3 separate regions of the Mus musculus genome follow, and regions 1 and 3 are each linked to region 2. Evidence: chromatin contacts called from public Hi-C data. All regions are on one chromosome and are shown on one strand. The core of a region is the stretch at or near the end of the contact, and the rest is flanking DNA. Distances in the headings are between cores, read along the strand shown. Region 1 holds the start of Ehd4 (EH-domain containing 4). Region 2 holds the start of Trp53bp1 (transformation related protein 53 binding protein 1). Region 3 holds the start of Itpka (inositol 1,4,5-trisphosphate 3-kinase A).

Region 1 (2,700 bases), core at 13-2,512, 1.1 Mb after region 2:
GAGAGAGGCAGAGAGAGACAGAGAGGCAGAGAGAGAGAGAGAGGCAGAGAGAGAGAGGCAGAGAGAGACAGAGAGGCAGAGAGAGACAGAGAGGCAGAGAAAGACAGAGAGGCAGAGAGAGACAGAGAGGCAGAGAGGCAGAGAGGCAGAGAGGCAGAGGCAGAGGCACAGGCACAGGCAGGCCGATTTCTGAGTTCGAGGCCAGCCTGGTCTACAGATGAGTTCCAGGACAGCCATGGCTACACAGAGAAACCCTGTCTTGAAAAATCAAAATAAAAGTAAAATAAAATAAAATAAAATAAAAATAAACAAATAAATAAAAAACCCAAACCAAACCAAACCCCACCACCACCACCACCAACAACAAAACCACCCTTGCTGCACTGGCAACACCTGAACGATCTTTAAAATGCAATTTTACAACTACTTGCTGAATCAGCTCTGCATTTCCACCAAGTTCAAGAAGTCATTCCCACACAATCTTTCTCCAAACTTTATGCAGACAAGAATCATCTGCAGGCATTTGTTGAGCTGCATCTCTCAACATTTTATTTGGTGGGTCTGTATCAAGAACTAGAGACCTGCATTTTAACAAGCCTCTTGGGTTATTCCTATGCAGCTGGCCTCATTGGCCACACTGAAAATGCGCTAACACTATTTCTCGCTTAGGATACACAGGTGATGGTCAATTATTTCTACTAGTGTCTAGCAGAAAGAGGCCTTTAATTGATCCAGAGTTGAATGGAGGCAGAAGTGTCTGCGCAAATAGATTGAAGTCCATTTTCTCTCCAATTTTTGCCAATTATATCGGTGAGCCTGAGTATCTTCGACAGTAGTAAACAGGGCAATAACCTGCCCCAGGAAAAGGAACTTGTCTGTCAACTTTCTGAGTTTTCTGTCCCCAGTATCCACGTCCGGAGACTTGGGATGAGTCGAGTTCCAGGAGGACAGCCTCCGGTGGTTCATTCTTGCCAGCTCAGACTTGCCCGGAAGCCAACGCCACCTGGCCAGAAGGATGTACCCGGGTAGACGCGCCTGTGTCACCCCGCCTGGACTACACCCTCTCCGGGATCAGCCCTCTAGACCGATGCCGTCATCAATAATTCAAGGATCGCCTTTCCATTGGCTAGAGCTTCCACCCAGTCGCTGGCAAACGCCCAATGAGGAAGGACCTGAGATCGCTGCTGAATAATGAGCGCGCGCCCGTGACGCAGCGGCTGATGATTGGTCGTTGCGGCAGGGGGCGGACCCAGGAGCGGGCGGCGGCGAGAGCTACTGTCGGGCACAGAGAGCGAGCGACGCGGGTTCTGGGGTTCTTACTGAAGTGCGGCGGCGGCGGCGGCAAGTTGTGGGGCGGCAGCATGTTCAGCTGGATGGGGCGGCAGGCTGGCGGGCGCGAGCGCTCGGGCGGCATGGACGCGGTGCAGACGGTGACGGGCGGCCTGCGCTCTCTGTACCAGCGCAAGGTGCTGCCGCTGGAGGAGGCGTACCGCTTCCACGAGTTTCACTCGCCAGCGCTGGAGGACGCCGACTTCGAAAACAAGCCCATGATCCTGCTGGTGGGCCAGTACAGCACGGGCAAGACCACGTTCATCAGGTAATTTGCCTCGTCGGCTCGCTACCCCTCCGCTAGCGCACGGCCTGCCCTCAGGTTACACTCCGAGCTTGGTGGCCCGTCGCCTTCCCGGGTCCCGTTTCCCAAGGCTCCCTCCCCTGAGACCGGCCCCCAGCGCGCTGCGAGCCCCTTCCTTGCTGTTGCCAAGGCCTTCCTTGAGCCTGTCACCCTGGCCTGGGAGTGCAGGAAAGGGAGAGAAGGCAAGGCTCATCATTAGTGCAACCTAGTGCTGAAAGTGATAATGAAGGAATGCGGCTCCTAGGTGGAGAGGTAACCTTCCAGCACAGTGAGAATGAATGAACGAACGAACGAATGAATGAATGAGTGAATGCCACAGTAGGAGTATTGCCATGCCCTAGGTGCCACGTTCCGCCACAGCGGCGGGGCTGCTATCATCCAGCTTTATGGTCTATAGGAAGTTAGCCTACAGTGTAGCTGCCTCACCAGCCTGTGGACTGAAGGGGAGTGTCAGGTTACTGTTTGCTAGTTTCCATTTCTTCACCCTTGACAAACTGAAAATATTTGTCACGGTCACTCTGTCTCCGGAAGCAATAACCGGCTTGCCCTGCAGTTCCAACCACACAGCTTCCTCTAGAGTGACTCGATGAGAAATAATTTACAATGAAACGGACTGCTTTTTAAATGAGGCGTCTATTTCCCTATCTTTGGGAAGAATCGACGTTCAAATCCTTATCAGACGAAGCAAAGTGACTGAACATTTAAGATCTGGATCCTGAGTTTTGGAATTAGAACACTCATCATCATTTGATGTTCAACAGGTGTTCAGAAAACTGCATCTGTCTTGGGGACATGCCATTTCTTTTAGGTATGACCTCCTTTTTTTCCCCTCCTGTGACCTAAAGAGTTCCAAAAAAATAGAAAAGTTGTCACTACAAGAAATATGTTAAATCCAGGCCTGTAGATACACTGTGAATGAACTCAACAAAGGCAATACACTGTAGTTTGAAATGTGAACGAAGAGAGGGGGAAAATAATGTTGAAATTATTTCATGTAATGCTTTTAAATTAGCTGAAAACAGTGTTGAATATGTTAACTCAGAAATGAACCTAGAAATATTACAGTA
Region 2 (2,700 bases), core at 145-2,644:
GATACACTTAGTGCTCTGCTATAGTTGAGGTCGGCTTGAGGTGGGGTCTTTTTTTTTTTTTTTTTTGATTGCATTGATTTGATGTCTAGTACTCAGTAGAGAAACTCAGGAGTCAATCATGAATGATTTTAGGATTAAGAGGTAAGATGTGTCTCTGTGATTTGGGTCATTTTTGCTCTACTTGTAAAACATTCTAGGATTGGAATTTTAGTTATAACAATAGATCCTAAAATTTTCAGAGCGATTTCGTTTAAGCTGATCCTTTTGTTCCCACAAGTAATGCGTATGAAGACAACATGCTTTGATTTTTGGGTTAGGAGAATATGATCACTGTAATTTATAGCAGCAGAGAGGAGATTGGCTGGTAGGATGCTCCTCTCTAAGCTTGGCTTATTTCAAGTGCTAAACTGGGCATTTATAGAAGTTGAGAATCATGTATGGGCTGTGCCTAAATAATTCTGAGTCTGGAGTAGAGAAAACCGCCTCCATTTTAATGCCTTCTATGTATATTCTTGGCACTGTGCTAGGTGCTTTCCCTCCTGACAGCTGCTTGGTTAGAATTCTAGCCCAGATCCAACGGCTCTTTAAATTAAAATGACAGTGAAACCACATATGTATCTTGAGCTCAGTTCATTAATAGTTGTCACAGCTGCCACACCCTTTATAAGACCCTGACACCATGATTAGGATAATTAAATCTCTGGGCCTGGATCCTTTAGGTCATTGAGTTAGTAGGGGTGACAGCTGTTCTCTTTGCTTCTAGTTTGAGGATTACAATGCTCAGTTCGTTCAATGGGAGGTGCAAAGCGTCTGGGGCTGCTGCAATTCCCTAAAAGAAAGGGCAGAGAGAGACAAATAGGGAAGCTTGAAAGGGAGTGGGAACACGAAGACAATATAAAACAACAAAATCAAAACTGCCAGAGACATAGAGTGGGAAAACGGAAGCCTTTAAATTCAGGCAGAGGTCTACAAATGGGATCCTGATCGACACTGGCAAACCCCACAGAGGCTTCTCTTCCATTTCACCATTTCAGAAGTACTAGCTCTCCTCAATTCTCCTCCTCTTTGCCCTTTCTTTGAAAATCCAGGAGACTCTCCTTTTCCACGGAAGTCAGTGAAGGGGCCGAAGCCCTCAAGTGTGAGTAGTGAGTACCCCCGTCCTTCAGGCAGGGGTTTTTATTTCATGCCCTCTTAATGTCCCTTCGGTTCAAGGATACTGTCATGCTGGCTGTATTAGGGGGAGGGCCTGCGACGTCCATGCTACCATGGAAACACGCCGCCGTGTTCCTTTTCTTACGCTGGGGGCGGGCACTTCACCTCAGCCACCTATCATCCATAGGATTTCCTGAGTGGCAGACAACAGCAGCGAATGGGCGATCCGATATTGCGTGACGTGACGGGAAAAGGGGGAGCTCGCGGCCAGTGGCGGCGGTGGCGACAGTGGCGACCTGGGGATCGACCTGGAGGGGCCTGGGCAGCGTGCAGAAACCTCTAGATCCAGCGCGAGGCACCTCTCGCCGGGATGCCAGGTAGTGCTGCGAGCGGAGCCGAGCTAGCGGGCCGCAGAGGCCCGGGTGGCGGGCTTGAAGGGCTGGCCGCCTGGAGGGGGCGGGGTGGCAAGCATGGCGGCGGTGACGGGGACGGGGTTGGAGGGCCGGGGAGGGGGTGGGGAGGCAGCCGCCGCGGTGGTCCTGAGGCCGCATGAGGGCCGTGGGCTTCCCGCCCGCCGGGGTTGCGAAGAGGTCTTCCCGGGGCTCAGTGGCGTCAGAACGCGGGGAGAGTTGTGTGGGGGATGGAAAGGGGCGGGGAGAAGAGGTGAGGAAGGAAGCGTGTCTGAGGGAAGGTGAAGAGAAAGGAGGGAGGGAGGGGGAGATCGAAGGATCCAGAGGCGCGGTGGTAAATAACGGAGAAATGAGGGCTGGGGAGATGGCTGAGAAAGTGCTAAGAGCGATTGCAAATGTGGGCTACTGGGTAGCCCTAGAATGGTCCCTTTCTCGATCTCACACTTCCGCCCCTTTATTTAGTCTCAGATTGTGTGTGGAAAGCTCAATAGGGTTACTCTTCGAACTGATCTTTTGTTATTCCATTCCAGGGGAGCAGATGGACCCTACTGGAAGTCAATTGGATTCAGATTTCTCTCAGCAAGACACTCCTTGCCTGATAATAGAAGATTCTCAGCCTGAAAGCCAGGTTCTGGAAGAAGATGCAGGCTCTCACTTCAGCGTGCTATCTCGACACCTTCCTAATCTGCAGATGCACAAAGAGAACCCCGTGTTGGTGAGTGAGTGATGATGCCCTGTTCAAGTTATTATTTTTTTCTGACCCCCCTACACCAAACTAACCCAGAAAATTAACGTGTTTAGTTGATTGTTAGCTTTTGGATAAAGTTGGTGGGGAACGAAAAATGAAATCAACGTGTTCTCACCCACAGAAAGGTCCCTGTTGTACTACTTTGTGTACTGTGAGGATCTTATGTGCTCATGTTTTCTAGGATATTGTATCAAATCCGGAACAATCTGCTGTAGAACAAGGAGACAGTAATAGCTCATTCAATGAACATCTGAAAGAAAAGAAAGCTTCAGGTGAGCAGTTGAAGGCTTGGCTCTCTGCAGTGTTTAAGGTCCTGTGGGGGCAGAACGATTTAAACATGCAGTTGAGATTATGTGTAAGGAAGCCTAGTTTGTTATCTAGTGTTCAGTA
Region 3 (2,700 bases), core at 90-2,589, 1.5 Mb after region 2:
TTTAGTGTCAAGAAAAGAGGGCTAGGATGTAGCTCAGTGGTGGTTGTGCTTGCCTACTGTGTTTGAGGCCCTGAGTTCAACCTCCAGTCAAGGAGGGCCATACCACGAATAATGACTTCACCTCACACTGGCTGGTGATAGCTGCCGGTTAAATTGGCCCGGGAACATTCACATTGCCATACAGAGACTAGCAAGCTCTTGTCAGCCTCAGTTTACCTTTCCCAGGACACTTAGGAGCAGTAGGCCAGGGCGAGGAGGGGGGACGCAGCAGGTGGATCTTGGTTCCGCTCGGTTCTAGCCCTGCGCCCCTCCCTTCCCGCATCCACGCCTCGTGCGCGCGCGGGGAGCAGACGGCAGCGGCTCCGGAGCAGAGCCAGGAGCTCCGCTCCACTCCCACTCAAGAGAGGGAAACCGTGGCAACGGCGGGGGTGGGGCCGCGGCACCGAGAGGGGGAGGAGAGGGAAAAGCTCACGCGCCCCTTTTTCTCTCAGGGCTCCCGGGGCAAGGCTACCCCGCTCTGATCTCTCCAGCCCTACCTGACAGTTACCCAGGTACGCCAGCCGACCCGCCGGCTCCCGCTCCGTGGGTCGCGTACTCCTCAACCTCCTTTAGACGCCCAGGCACTCAGTTACCATCGCCTGCCTAGCCCCCGAAAAAGAACCAAGGCGAGAGGTCGTCCTGGGCTCCCTCTCCGCCCCCATGCCCCCTGTCCCCCGCTTGGGCTCTCGGCGGGGAACGCAAGCCGGTCAGAGCAGAGCAGAGAGCGGAGTCCCCGGCGCGCAGCCCCCGCTGGCCCCGCCCCCGCGGCCCGTACCTGCCCCACGTCCTCGCTGGTTTCCAGCTGCACGTTGCCGCGGCTCCTGCTCTCACTGTCGCTCAGCAGATCGTCCTCCGAGTCCTCGAGCAGCGACGAGGAGCCGGTGGAGGAGAGGGACGAGGTGGAGAGGCGGCGTGGCTGCTGCAGGTGCGACCCCGCAGCTGGGAGCCAGTTCCCCTCCTGGTCTGGCGGCCCTGGGCTGGCCGGGGTCACATCCTCCTCGCTTGTCACAGTGAGCTGAGGGATCACCGGGGCAGGGGCAGCACGCGGGAGCCCGTTGGGCACTTGTCCCCCACGCCGCTTGGCCCCGCGGGCCCGGGGCTCCCCTGCGGCTGCTGCAGCGGCGACTGCGGCGCAGCGCGCTTCGAAGAGCAGGCGCAGCTCCCCGACGCTCCGGCGCGGAGCCCTCTCCAGCCCGGGGCTGCAGGGCCCCGCGCCCCGTGGCCGCGCCATGCCCGTCGGGCGCCCGGGCAGGGTCATCTCCCGGCACCGGAGCCGCAGCCGAGCCCACCAGCCCGCGGCGCGGCGGGGACTGTAGACGCTCAGCGCCCCGGGCTTGGGACTGCCCCGGGGCGGAGCCTCGGCAACGCCCGCCCGGCCGCGCCCCGCCCCGGCCGCGCCCCCCGCCCACTCCTTTCACTTTCTGAGAAAGCGCGGGCCTCCGGGGGCCCTCGCTGCTGCAGGAGGCTTGCAGTGTCCCGAGTGTAACGTGGAAGTCCCAGGTCCGGCCCCCGCCTTATCTCTAGACCTGCCCTCAAGGTGGCAGAAGGGACCTGCCCCGCACCTGAGCCCAGTGCCCTCCCGCGGCTTTTGAGGGATTCCTTCAATGGGAACCAGAGGTCTTAATCTGCACAGGAAGAAGCTGTGCCCATTCTTTCACTCGCTTCCTCGGGCTCCTTTCCGTGTTCCAACCTTCCTGGTCAAAGTCTTTTGAGTCTCTGGGGCTTTTCTCTGGCCTGGGCCCCTTAATTCGGAGTTCAAGGCCGTCAGCCACCCAAGGAAGCCACACCTCAAGGAGTGTGCCCAACTAGAGTCTGTGGCCAGGGTCGAGCTGAGACTGCTCCCCACCCCCACCCCTCGAAGCTCTCCACTTCCCAGCGGGCAGAGAACAAGGTCAAGAGGCGGAGTCTGACTCTCTCCAAGTATCACAGCCGGTGGTGGCCTGCATTTCCACCGCCCCTCTCCAGCCCCCCACTAGCTGTTTCTTCTCCTCCTCCCCCTCCTGCCCCTTTGGAGCTTTGTGGTTTCAAAAGGAGTCCTTTCGCCTCTCTGAACTGCTGAATCTCCTTCGTCGCGGAGCTGCAGGGTTGCTCTGAGAGTAAAATTTTAGAGATGGGTGTTGAGTGCGTAGCTCAGCGGTAGAGCACTTGCGTAGTACGCGACTAGAACTGGATTCCATGCCCAGCATGAAAGGAACGAAAAAGTCTTGGTGCTCCAAAAATGCGAGTGTTTTTTAGTGTTGTAATAGACAGCCAGTGTCTCGGGCCACCCTATCTTGGCTCACTCCTTCTATCCATCTCCCTATCTGTAAACAGAAGAAAAACTTCACACGGCCTAGAGTTATGGCTGCATACTGAAAAGAGAACACCGATGTAGAAGTTCAGACACTGGAAATCCTTCTTGTCATCTCTGAATGGGTCTCTGGCCTCTGCTTGCAGGTGCTCAGCTGAACTTCAAGGCTACTGTGAGCAGAAGCCAGACTTGTCTGCCTTCCCCTAAAAGAATTGAGGGTCCTGTCATGGAACACCTAGAACAACAACCCTGGGATTGCTGGGGCAAGCCCAGGGTTAAGTATGAGACTTGCCTTTTCTCTCTTCAGCCAGAAGTTAAGAGGGAGGAGGAGAACCTTTCGCAAAGAGAGAAGATCTCTAGATGACTGACTG

Evidence for each region. Hi-C and Micro-C count contacts between places; a contact is called where the count stands out from the background.
Region 1: a contact with region 2 is called in a Hi-C map of B cells, with 9 read pairs. The contact joins the promoter of Ehd4 here to the promoter of Trp53bp1 in region 2. A contact is called at or near these places in 1 of 39 promoter capture datasets (neutrophils) and 1 of 484 Hi-C or Micro-C datasets (B cells).
Region 3: a contact with region 2 is called in a Hi-C map of CD4 T cells, with 5 times the contacts expected there. The contact joins the promoter of Itpka here to the promoter of Trp53bp1 in region 2. A contact is called at or near these places in 1 of 39 promoter capture datasets (liver) and 1 of 484 Hi-C or Micro-C datasets (CD4 T cells).

Annotation. Positions count from the first base shown.
Region 1 is chr2:120,153,137-120,155,836 of GRCm38.p6, reverse strand. Ehd4 (EH-domain containing 4) reads left to right here and starts at 1,262. Exons shown (of 6, transcript NM_133838.4): 1 at 1,262-1,597. The coding sequence starts at 1,362.
Region 2 is chr2:121,270,101-121,272,800 of GRCm38.p6, reverse strand. It overlaps Trp53bp1 (transformation related protein 53 binding protein 1), which reads left to right and starts at 1,394. Exons shown (of 28, transcript NM_013735.4): 1 at 1,394-1,529; 2 at 2,093-2,277; 3 at 2,492-2,582. The coding sequence starts at 1,523.
Region 3 is chr2:119,740,976-119,743,675 of GRCm38.p6, reverse strand. Itpka (inositol 1,4,5-trisphosphate 3-kinase A) reads right to left here and starts at 1,339. Exons shown (of 7, transcript NM_146125.2): 1 at 815-1,339. The coding sequence starts at 1,297.